Linked DNA regions of Sus scrofa: regions 2 and 3 are each linked to region 1. A link is a contact called in public HiChIP or PLAC-seq data. All regions are on one chromosome and are shown on one strand. Each heading gives the region's core, a stretch centred on a gene start, on an enhancer-like site or on the middle of the called end of the contact. The rest is flanking DNA. Distances are from core to core; before and after follow the strand shown. Region 1 holds the start of KCTD6 (BTB/POZ domain-containing protein KCTD6). Region 2 holds the start of RPP14 (ribonuclease P protein subunit p14). Region 3 holds the start of PXK (PX domain-containing protein kinase-like protein).

Region 1 (3,788 bases), core at 594-3,093:
GCAGTAAAAACTTTGAAATATGTAGGAATCCTTCCTTTTTTTTTTTTTTTTGTCTTTTCTAGGGCCGCACCTGCAGCATATGGAGGTTCCCAGGCTAGGGGTTGAATCAGAGCTGTAGCTGCGAGCCTACACCACAGCCACAGCAACGCAGGATCTGAGCCATGTCTGCGACCTACACCACAGCTCATGGCAACGCCAGATCCTTAACCCGCTGAGCAAGGCCAGGGATCCAACCCATAACCTCATGGATCCTAGTTGGATTCGTTAACCACTGAGCCATGAAGGGAACTCCAGGAATCCTTCTGAGAAAACCACTGATAAAGTTAATTCCTCTCAGTTTTTAGTTGAGGAAATAGAAGCCCCAAGAAGGGAAATGATTCTTCCAAAGACACCAGTAAGCCAGGGGCAGTTTTGGATTTTCATTGGCACCAAATCCTGGAGATCTGAGTGTTGGGTAATTTCAGCATTATCTTTCCTTTGTAAAAGATAAAACTCATTTATTTTTCTGATTATAAATTCCATATCCATGCATTCTAGAAAACACAAAAAATTCAGAAGAACATTTAGAAGTAATAAATGACTAATATTCCCATCCTACTGCCTAGAACTATGGTTAATGATTCGGTGTAGCTTTCAAAATTTTTCTCTACATATATTTACATTTTAAAAAATAAAATTAGGATTATGCCATGTATACCATGTTGTATACTGCTTATTTCACACACATTTACCTGTATCCTCACGTAGTCTTTTTCAGTATGATAATGTAGCACTCAATTATGTTGATGAAGCATATGTCATTTATTTAGTCTATTGATTTGAGTTTTCAGAGAAAACCTAAATATAAGATATGACTGTGATGATGATGCAGATAAAATTAAACCCCAGAGACAGCTGATGCATAGGCAGACATAAAGTACAGGTGAGTTTCCAAGGCAAGTAGTTATCCTGGTGAAGGGGAAATGGAAAAAACCAACATTGCATACCTGGTCTCACCTGGAAAGGGATGGAGATCTGGTTAGCAGGAACCGAATGGAATTTGGAGGCTATGCTTGGAGATCACTTAGCTCTGAAACTTTAGGTAATGGCCCCCTCTCTGCAGCCTTGGCTTCCTTCATGGTGAAATGAGGGCTGTTCCAGCGCCAGGGTCATCTAAGGACAGCTCTTTCAGCCCTCGGAGCCCTGGCATTGGTCGTTTTCTCTGCTGAAGTCACCTCTGCCCTTCTACCCCCCTGGCCTCCCACGTTGACCCTTCAGGCTTGGCTGCCTTTCCCTATTGTGCCCACCAGGCTGGATAAGTGACTTTACTACCAATCCCACAGAACGCAAGGCCCAGAGGTGCTCTGGTCACAGTCCGGGTCTTCCTTAGCCACCGCACCTGAAGCAGAGGCCCCCTCCGCTTATATCTCCATCTAATTCTTCTGATCATGTACCTCCCAATACATAATGATCATAGCTTGTCATTGTTTTATCTACTGGCTGTTTCCTTGGGTCTTTTCTCTTTAGGACGTCCCTGCCTCTTGGTGGCCGCTCTCCCCACAGGCCTGGCACATGGGCAGGGCCCCATACGTGTTGGTTAAATGACAGAAGAAACAGCTGTGGGTATCCTAGGCCTGAGAACACTGGGAAGACTGCCCTGGGCTGGGCTGATTCCAAACTGCCGGCGGAGGCGGGACCTAGGGCGGATTCTGGGCGGGACGCGGAGAGTCTCGGGCGGAGCCTCTGGGGCGTCAGGGCGGGGCTTTGGGGCTGCGGCGGAGCAGGCCTAACCAAGCAGCCCAGGCTACGCCTGGTTGAGTTCCACTGGCCGCTCGGCCCTCCGGCCACCCGCCCGCGCCGCCGTCAGGGGGCGCTCTCGCTCGCGGCGCCGCGTTTCTACTGGGGAGGCGCCGTCCGCTCCGGGCGGCTGGAGCCGCAACTCCGGGCGCGGGCTCAGTCGTCCCGTCTGCCGCCGCCGCCGCCACCGCCGCCTCCGGGAGCGGGCTCGCTCGTCCTCGCGGTCTCACTCTCCGGCCGCCGGCGTCTCCCGGCCCGGCAGCTGCCGCCGCCGCCGCCGCCGCCGCCGCCGCCGCCGCGCAGTGAGTAGGGGCGGGCCCACGGCTTGGGGGCCCGGGGCTCGGGAGGGCTGGGCACTAGAAGCCCGTGCGAAGCGGCCGGGGGAGGGAGGTTGAAGGGAAGCCGGGCGGTGGCGGGGCCCTGCTGAGGGGACCGCTGGGAGCCCGGGCGGCGCGCTCCGGGGCTGGCACGAGCCCGCGGCGGGCTGTCCGCGGCCGAGGGGCCGGCCTTGTGCGGAGGTTCCGGAGCCCGCCGGGCGGGAACTTGCGGGTTCGGCGGACCCGGGTTCGGGGCTCCGGTGCGCGCCCTCTGCCCGGGCCCTGAGCGTCTCCTATCCCTCGCCAGGGCCGGGTCGGGACTGGGGGCTCCGCCTGCGGGCAAAGTGCAATCTGGCCCGCTCGGGGGCACCTCGAGGTTTGCTCGAAAATGGTTGTTTTGGGGGTGGTGCTTATTCGCCCCTATTTGTCTTAATTTAAAGACATTTGGGGATTTTCTGCCCCAAAGAGACACTCTGACCGCAGCTGAGTTCTTTAGGCTGAGATTTGTATGTGTCAGGGCATTTTTAATGCTGCTTGTCAGAGGTGATAAATGGCCGCGTTAATGGGGAGCCCCTGAAGCACCTGCCAGGCTGTCGGAGGCTGTGTCGGGGCGGGGGGTGGTGACGCGCAAATGAAACAGAGATCTTGTTTGGATGTTCTGCTGAAGTTATGTTGCTGTTCACATATAGCTGTTCTATAACAAGTTGATAAATCCAATTTTAGGGGTTTGTAATAGAAGAGATTTGAGGGGCCAAGAGACCCGAAGTGACCTAGTTTGGCTAAGAATATTTGGGGAAGCCTAGTTGCCCCTTCCTGTTTCCTCTTCTCTTGGCATGTTGATTTTCTTGCTGTCACAAATGCCCAAGTACATGAATGATCCCAAGATAGGAAAGATTCTAGGGGACAGCCTTTAGCACAGGACTGAGCCCAGGATTGAGATGTTTTCAAATGAACAGATGTGTAGCTAGGAAAAGAAAAATCTTTTTGCCTTCATGGCTGTCATGTTGGGAGAACTTGCTCTTTGGTTGGGAACTGTCAGGCCATACTAATGCTTCATCTTGTGTAATGCCACAGATAATTAGGAATTGAGTGGTCAGGACAGCCATTTTTAATGTTTGTGTGATTTGAATTTTCATAAATCATATTTTAACTAAAGCATTACTGTGTAAAGGAATTCTTGGGTGAATCCTTCTATGAATCTCTCAGTGTGTCTTGGATTTTGATATTTGGAGTCTTTTTAAAATGGAATACACATGTTTATTTGGATTTGGCTTTGCCTTGTGGATAATCCTGAGTCATGCTTTAGAGAAGTTCCTTCTGTGTTCAAGGGCTCAGATGTCTGATGATCTCTCAAAGCCAGATACTCCCATTTACCTGTTGTTCCCCCTTCTGAGCTCCTGAGAGAGGAGGATTAGGAGAGATTGGAAGCAAATTTACCCTGTCTCCACACCCGTGCTCAAAATCGTGTTCATTCGCACACTCAAGTTTCTCAGTTTACCACAGAAACTTTGTTGATGCTACTGCCATTCGTGTTTTCACATTTGTTTAATACTTGCCAGTTTACCAACAATTTTCTAATCGTAATCTCAATTTGTTTTCTTCAAGAAGAAGCTGGGCATAAAGAATGATTTACTCCGGGTCTCATAGTAATGGAGCAGACCTGGGATACAGATCCTCACCTGTGTCCAGTTCTTT
Region 2 (3,788 bases), core at 709-3,208, 150 kb before region 1:
GAACAGATGCTGACTCACAGACATTGAAAAACTTATGGTCTCCGGAGGAGACAGTTTGGGGGGTGGGGGATGTGCTTGGGCTGTGGGATGGAAATCCTGTGAAATCAGATTGTTATGATCATTATACAACTACAGATATGATAAATTCATTTGAGTAATAAAAAAAGTAAAAAAAATAAAGTTAATCTTTGAATATAGATTAAAAAAAAAAAGAAATTTTCAGCTTTTTTTTTTTTTTTTTTGGCCACACCTAGAGCATATGGAAGTTCCTGGGCCATGGATTGAATCTAAACTGCAGACTCAACTTGTACCGTAGCTGTGGCAACACCTGATCCTCAACCCACTGCAGCAGGCCAGGGTTCAAACCCCCACTGCAGAGAAAATGCCAGATTCTTAATCTGTGGTGCTAGAGCAAGAACTCCAGAAATTCTCAGATTTTAGAGGGCTGTTATGGTATGTATACCATAGGTTGTATAACCCCCCGCCCCCACCCCTGTGGGGCCTGGGGCTGCTTTACATGAGCAAATGTATCCATATTTCTGATGTATACAATGTGCATATCCACAGCAAATGGGACAGAAGCTACAAAATGTTTCACCTAGGTTCAGATTAAGCATTGCACCTAATGAAGAAAGATTTAGTCTTCAGATTTTTCTTCGATTTTAGAATTGCAGATAAGGGACAGTGAGTCTGCATTTTCTTTTTTTTTTTTTTTTTTTTGTCTTTTTGTCTTTTGTTGTTGTTGTTGTTGCTATTTCTTGGGCCGCTCCTGCGGCATATGGAGGTTCCCAGGCTAGGGGTTGAATCGGAGCTGTAGCCACCGGCCTACGCCAGAGCCACAGCAAGGCGGGATCCGAGCCGTGTCTGCAACCTACACCACAGCTCACGGCAACGCCGGATCCTTAACCCACTGAGCAAGGGCAGGGACCGAACCCGCAACCTCATCGTTCCTAGTAGGATTCGTTAACCACTGCGCCACGACGGGAACTCCTGAGTCTGCATTTTCTACCTCCTCTCTCCAACCTTGGCAGATGGGGGTGGGAGGTGACATCTTAAGGAAGTCTATTCTTCCATGTGAAAGGAGAGGCATGCAGAAGGGTATGGTCCAAGACTCCCTCTTGGGAGCCTAAATTTTACTTACTATCAGTATTATAAAAATGATGCCCTATCACTTTAAAAGAAATCAAACAAAAACGAATGCTGAAACAATGTGAGGATCTCTTACACCCTCCACACAGCCCAATCCTTCCTCCATCAGTCCCCTTGGGACCCATCTAGACATTATACTTATGTGTCTATGTATGTATGTGCATACCTAGACACAGACACATGTCTAACTGGAGGAGGCTGTTACCACCGAACCTAAGTTCGACTGCTTGCCGCTTGAAAGGCTAATAGTGCCTGGCATACGTAAGCATTTGATTAATATTAGCTATTAATACTACTATTATTATTAATCCACACTGTATGGGGTTTTGTTTATTTCATGAATACAAGTGCCCTATCTTTTGTTTCCAACATCTAGCACATAATACGGGCTCAGTAAGTACTTATTTAATAAACGAATAAATGAAACTATTGTCTTAGATTTGGAAATAGGGCTATCTGGGACTTTTCATGTCAATCCAGACAGAAAAACTATGTGCTATGAGCCAAAAGAGACACTGAGAACGGGTCTTGCCCTTGGGGAATACTTTACATAGGAGATGCTCAGCAGAAGAAATGCTAGATACAATTTTTCTGAACGAATGAATACCTGAGTAAATGAATGACTAAGAAAAAAGCTCTCAGTCTGAATACGCCCTCAGTCACACACGGCTTGCCGCACCAGAGGCTGAGTGGGCACGAGAGGGCGCTAAGCCTGGCGAGCTTCAGATCCCGAGTCACGCCCGGGTCCTTCGGGAAAACGCCGCGCTGTGACGTCATATCCGCCCGAGCCGTCACGCATCCGGGGTCGGGGCAGACAGAAGCCAAACGTAAAGACCCCGGAGTTTTCTAGTTCGTGCTTAGGCTCCAGCCTTTGCCGAGAGGTTCCAAGCCTTGAGGGATTCTTGCAGTGAATAGGAGTCAGGCTAATCTCTCGGAGAGCAGGTAGACGGAAGTACGTAGTAGCGTGGCTGTTTTCCGGCAGTGGACTTAGTTGGCCGCGCTAGTGACGCGTGGATGCGCGCGCCAGGAAGGCACGCGCAAGGCGGGAGCGACGGCAGGCAGCGCGGAGACGCCTGAGGTACCTATACAGCTCAGGTCGCTCAGCGCCCCAGGCCGAAGGCGAGGCGGTGCTGAGAATCTCCTTGGGCTTTTGTACAACGTGGTCTTTTTTGCAGAGGGCGGCGGGAGGACTGAACGGGACCACATGTGCAGGGGGCATGCACTCGGCCCCAGGTGGGCGCCCAGTCGACGCCGACGGTCATCGAAAAAAGTTAGCCTGCTTTACTTATTGTTTAAAACAGTTCAGGTGTCGAGTTCCACTGTTGTGGCAGCGTGGAAACGAATCCGACTAGTAACCATTATGTTGCTGGTTCGGTCCCTGGCCTCGCTCAGTGAGTGGGTTAAGGATACTGCGTTCCTGTGGCTGTGGTGTAAGGCTGGCAGCCCTAGCTTCCATTCGATCCCTAACCTGGAACCTCCATATGCTTTAGGTGCAACTCTAAAAAGCAAAATAAAACAAAACACCAGCCTAAGTGGCTGATAGCTTAACAATTTAATCTCCAAACAGTAGAGGACCGAGCTTTTTAAAATTTTTATATCGTTTATGTCCTGTAATTACATACTGAGTGCCTACTGTATGTGATGCACTGTTTTAGCCTCCTGGGAAACAGCAGAAAACAAGGGAAAGATGCCTGTTTCTCTTTGGATTGTACATTCTGGTAAGGCCGGGGTGGGAGGGGGGAGGAGCAGGGCGGAGTGCAGACGAGAATTAAAGAATTTCAGAGTTTCCTGGTGGCTCAGCGGGTTAAGGATCTGGTGTTGTCACTGCTATGGGGTGGTTCGACCCCAGAACTAACCCCTCGCCGCCAACGCACCCCACCCCTCCAAAAAATAAGTGGATTTCATAGTTATGTTCTGTATACCTACAGAGTGGTGTATGCTCTGAGGAAAAAATAGAGCAGTGGCGTGGGGGGGTGACATTAGATAGAAATGCCACTGGAACACATTGAGGGGTGAAATTGAGTAAAGCTATGGAGGAGGCAAGGGAATGAACCATGTGGCTGTCTGGAGGAAGAGTATTTTCAGCGAATGGAAAAGCTGGGAGGGAAAGAGCTAGGAGGCCTGTGTGGTAGAAGAGACTGAGCAGAGGAGAGTGGTAGGACAGGAGGTCAGAGGGATGGGAGGAAGCAATGGTACAGATCAGGTTGGACCTTAGATGTAAAGACTTTGGCTTTACTCAAGGCTTCAAGCCTTGAGGAAAGGGGCTTATTAAGGTTTTAATAGGGTCACCCGGTTAGATTAGGGAGGGAAGCAGGGACATCTACTGCTAATAGATAAGGTAATGAGCATCCTTGCAGCCATCAAAAAGGCCGGCTTCAGAGATGATGATAATGACAGCCACTTAGAAGTGTTCACATTTTCCCAGTGAGCCTGGTGAATGAATATACTGGGCTGTAGGGAGGGCTTCCCAGGCATCATCTCCTTTAGTTTCAGGACAACCTGCAGAGGGCGGTGCTGTCACTCTGAGACCCAGGCCTGTCAGAGGTGACTGCTCAATAAACACTTGCTCCTACAGTTTTTTTTTTAATATAAAATAAACATAATGAAAAATTTACTATTTCTAAATATACACTTCATTG
Region 3 (3,788 bases), core at 685-3,184, 130 kb before region 1:
TTTATACTGAGAGATTTAGTTCAGGTAAGAATTTCCGGAGAATAGGAAAGGGTAGATTCAAAATTAATCTCTGGCTTCATTCCATCAAATAGCTGATTTCTCACTTTCAGTTTCATTTCTGTAGTAAGGAAAACTAGACAAGGTTGTCTACTTGATGACCTTTGCAACTTAGTTGGGTAATATTTTTTTTTTCCTAATCATACAAATAAAATAGACATTTTGAAAAGTGTAGAAATACAAAAAAATAGCATCATGATTCCACTTCCTAGAGACTCTCAGTTAATATTTTGGGGGGCTTCCTTCTGGTGTTTTTCCTATAAATATATTTTTAAAACTTGGGATTATAAAATGCATGTGTTGCTTTTTTCTATTTACTATTCTATCAACATTTCCCAACATTATCCTTTGATAATCTTATTTTTTACCCCCTTCCTGATAATGCGATTTTTTTTTATCATTGCAAAATATTCTATTTATGACTGTACCATGATTTGTCCAGTCCCCTGTTGTTAGGTATTTATGCTTGAGTGCTATGTATTTGCACCGATTTTTGATTATTTCCTTAGGATACTCTTCTAGAGGTGAGACTACTGCGTGAGAACATTTTCAAAATCCTTGATACGTGTTGTCAAATCTCAGGTCCTAGCACTGGGCCTATTTCATGGTTAAGTACGCAGTGAATAATTGTTGAACACATAAATGCCTTTTGGAAAGGTTGGACCAAGTTATGCTCCTACCAGCAGAATGCAGGAAGAGTCTTGTCTTGGTTAGCCCACATAATAGGAGTAATGATTAAAGTAGAATTTTGGTTTCTGTGATTCTGATAATGAGGTAACTCATTTGCCTTAAATGGTAATAAAAAGTTGATTTCTCCCTAAGTGTTATGTAGTTTTAATAGACTGCTGCTTTTAAACACACTGGGACAAACACAGAATGCACGAAGAGGTCTAATTACTTTAGGACTTAATCATGAAGTTCCATGTTTCCCTTTTCATATCTCTCTTCTGAGCCTTTGCTCCTAAGTCAATCTGTCATGGCTTCTTGGCCACTTGGAGTTGCCCAACAATCCCATTAAGCCTGAGATCTGGTGAGGGTACCCATTAGATACTGTTTAAGCCTTTGCCAAATTGTGGTGGTGGTGGTAGGGTTACCAAGAAGAGCCTCAGCTGCTGGCCTATGCCACAGCCATAGCATTGTGGCATCTGATCCGTGCCTGCAATCTACACCACAGGTCACAGCAACACCAGTCCCTGACCCACTGAGCGAGGGCAGGGACTGAACCCGAATCCTCATGGATACTATACTAGTTGGATATGTTTCTGCCCCACCACAGTGGGAACTCCCAAGAAATTCTGTTCTCTTGTCTGAAATGTAAAAATTTAGGGAAGATAAATTTGAGTAAGAAACTTCTATTCTTTGAACTATAGGGGAAGAAAGAAACTAATATTGTTTTGAGGTTTTATTATGTGCTGAACACCTTCCCATCCTACTTTCTTCATACCAGCTTTTCCATGTAAGTATTATCTATTTTGCAGGTGGGGAGCTGGGGCTCAGAGATTGGGTAACTTATTCAAGATCACACAGCTGGTAAATCCTGGAGCCCTAGATCTTATTCCAAGTCTAACTCCATTATCCTGGCCTAAGAGCACAATGGGTGGGCCAGGATTGTGGCCGTGGGTTCAGGCTGACTGGGGGCAAATTTGGGGCTGAGAAATTGATTGCAGAATTCTCTGGCTCTGGGTTAGGTTCTGGAAGGCAGTACGGTGGGACTGACCATCCCGAGTCAGAGGTTGAGGGTTCTCAAGTTCGAAGGCCTTATGGGCTGAGCTAAGCTGGGACTAAGGATAGAGGCTGGAAGTTCCTTGGACCAATGCCCAGTTTTTAGCGTCTCCAGTTCAAAGAGCTTTGGGTCTGAGGGTGGAGTCTTAGGGCTCCAACTCTGGGGCCCAATTCTGAGGGCTTAGTGAGAAAAGCCCTCACAATCCCCATCATTGAGAGGTTTGGGGATCTTGGGGCCTAAGGCTTCCTGGATAGCAGGGCCCCAAATGAAGTGCCTTCAGATCAGAGGACCTCTGGAGGTGATGGCTTAGGGTGAATTGTCCTGAGGTCTGAGGCCCGGTGCTAAGGGCACCAGGTCTGTGGTGTGGCTGCGTGGAGTTTGGAGGCTCGAGTCAGGGCAGTGGCAAATGAGACGGCTTGGCGCTAGGACCTCGCAGGAGGCGGCGGCGTGAAGGGCGGCCAGTGTTGACAGCCACGGCAGAGCGAGAAGGTCGGCGCTAGGACCCCGCGGGCCGGGCAGGCGGCGGCGGCGCGTGGGGCGGCGCGTGTTGACAGCGGCGGCGGCGGCGGAACCCAGCGGCGGCGGGAGTCGGCGCCTCTGGTTCCTGCCCCTGGTCCCAAGGCGGTGGCGGACGGGCGTCCCGGGATGGCCTTCATGGAGAAGCCGCCGGCCGGCAAGGTGCTGCTGGACGACACGGTGCCGCTGACAGCAGCCATTGAGGCGAGCCAGAGCCTGCAGTCCCACACGGTGCGCGGCCCGCCGGGAGGGCGGGCGGACGGGCGGCTTGGGGCGGTCCCGGGCCGCAGGAGGGCTGCGGGCGGCCGGCAGCGGGCTGGGCAGGGTCGTCAAGGAGGGCATCAGGGCAGGGGTCGGCGACCCAGGCCGAGAGGGCTCTGGCGTGGTGTTGTTTCAGGGTCAGGGTTCCCGGGGCCCAGGCGACCGCTTAAGTCCGTAGGGGTCGAGGGTGGGAACCACAGCACCCCCTCCCCGGGTGGGGGGGGGGTGGAGGCAAGGAGTGAGACGGCCTCGGGGGGGTGCCCTAGAAAGGAAGTCAGAGTTGGGAGAGGTGTTGGATTCCCAGGTCCATCTGCGGCCGCGGAGTAAAGAAAACCATTCAGGACCCTCTCATCCATGTCTGCCCTCTGCCAGCCATCTCCTCACCGGGGCCGCTGAGTTTCCCTCCTTTCAGCTGGGCGTCTGAGTGGTGGGGATGAGAGTGTGCCGGCCCAAATGGAAGTATGACTTCAGAGCATACTTGTTGGGATAGAGGAGTGGCTGAGGTCTGAAGCCACATTTGCATGTCGGCTCCTTGGCCGGGGCGCAGGGAGATGATGTGGGAGGCAGTTTGGGGTCCTGCTGAGGCAGGTGTTTGGATGTGTTCCTTCCCTCCTGTAAATTGCTCTTTAGTAGGCAGTGGTAGTATTCATTTGAGTTTAAAATCGCTGGAGAAGCATAAAGGAGTTAATAGGCCCTCATAGTAAACACAGAGTTCATTTCTGTTACATATAGTGTTTTTTATGGGTCTTTAAAACCATGGTTGTTTTCATTTGCCTCTCCCTTTTTTTTTTTTTTTTGAAAATTACACTATGCTTTATAATTTACAAGCAATAAACCAAGAAACCAGCAAAAAACAAACAAAGGAAAACACAACAACAACCAAAAAACCCAGAAGCTGCCAGCCAGTGGGACTTTGGGAAATAATGAATGGGGAGAGAGAGATTCCTTAAATTGTAATGTTTTGTTAGGTCACCAAATCAGATTCCGGCTCAGAGGCTTGTTTGTTTACCATTGCAGTGTGTTTGGGGTTCATCATCTGGAGGCTAAAGCCCCACAATAGCCTTCTGTTTCTCTTTTTGCTCAAGCTGTTCTGATGACTTCAAAGAGACCTTTTATTCTGTTGTGTTTAAGTGGGACTTTTTTGAACCTCAGTTTCCTCTTCTGACAGCCACGCTTTGTAGGACTTGGGTTGTTCAGTGTTCATTTCCAGTTAGGAAAATGATCTTTTTCT

What was found. HiChIP or PLAC-seq counts read pairs in DNA pulled down with a chosen protein or histone mark.
Region 2: an H3K27ac HiChIP or PLAC-seq map of alveolar macrophages shows a contact between it and region 1. The contact joins the promoter of RPP14 here to the promoter of KCTD6 in region 1. A contact is called at or near these places in 1 of 5 promoter capture datasets (liver), 4 of 47 Hi-C or Micro-C datasets (heart right ventricle, liver and skeletal muscle) and 1 of 2 datasets of contacts at active chromatin or transcription factors (alveolar macrophages).
Region 3: an H3K27ac HiChIP or PLAC-seq map of alveolar macrophages shows a contact between it and region 1. The contact joins the promoter of PXK here to the promoter of KCTD6 in region 1. A contact is called at or near these places in 1 of 5 promoter capture datasets (fetal liver), 1 of 47 Hi-C or Micro-C datasets (skeletal muscle) and 1 of 2 datasets of contacts at active chromatin or transcription factors (alveolar macrophages).

Annotation. Positions count from the first base shown.
Region 1 is chr13:40,208,654-40,212,441 of Sscrofa11.1, forward strand. KCTD6 (BTB/POZ domain-containing protein KCTD6) reads left to right here and starts at 1,844. Exons shown (of 3, transcript XM_005669685.3): 1 at 1,844-2,078.
Region 2 is chr13:40,060,220-40,064,007 of Sscrofa11.1, forward strand. It overlaps RPP14 (ribonuclease P protein subunit p14), which reads left to right and starts at 1,959. Exons shown (of 6, transcript XM_021069098.1): 1 at 1,959-2,227. It overlaps LOC100515579 (hydroxyacyl-thioester dehydratase type 2, mitochondrial), which reads left to right and starts at 1,930. Exons shown (of 5, transcript XM_021069097.1): 1 at 1,930-2,227.
Region 3 is chr13:40,077,304-40,081,091 of Sscrofa11.1, forward strand. It overlaps PXK (PX domain-containing protein kinase-like protein), which reads left to right and starts at 1,935. Exons shown (of 18, transcript XM_005669678.3): 1 at 1,935-2,527. The coding sequence starts at 2,426. RPP14 (ribonuclease P protein subunit p14) reads left to right here. Exons shown (of 6, transcript XM_021069098.1): 6 at 1-876. It overlaps LOC100515579 (hydroxyacyl-thioester dehydratase type 2, mitochondrial), which reads left to right. Exons shown (of 5, transcript XM_021069097.1): 5 at 1-876.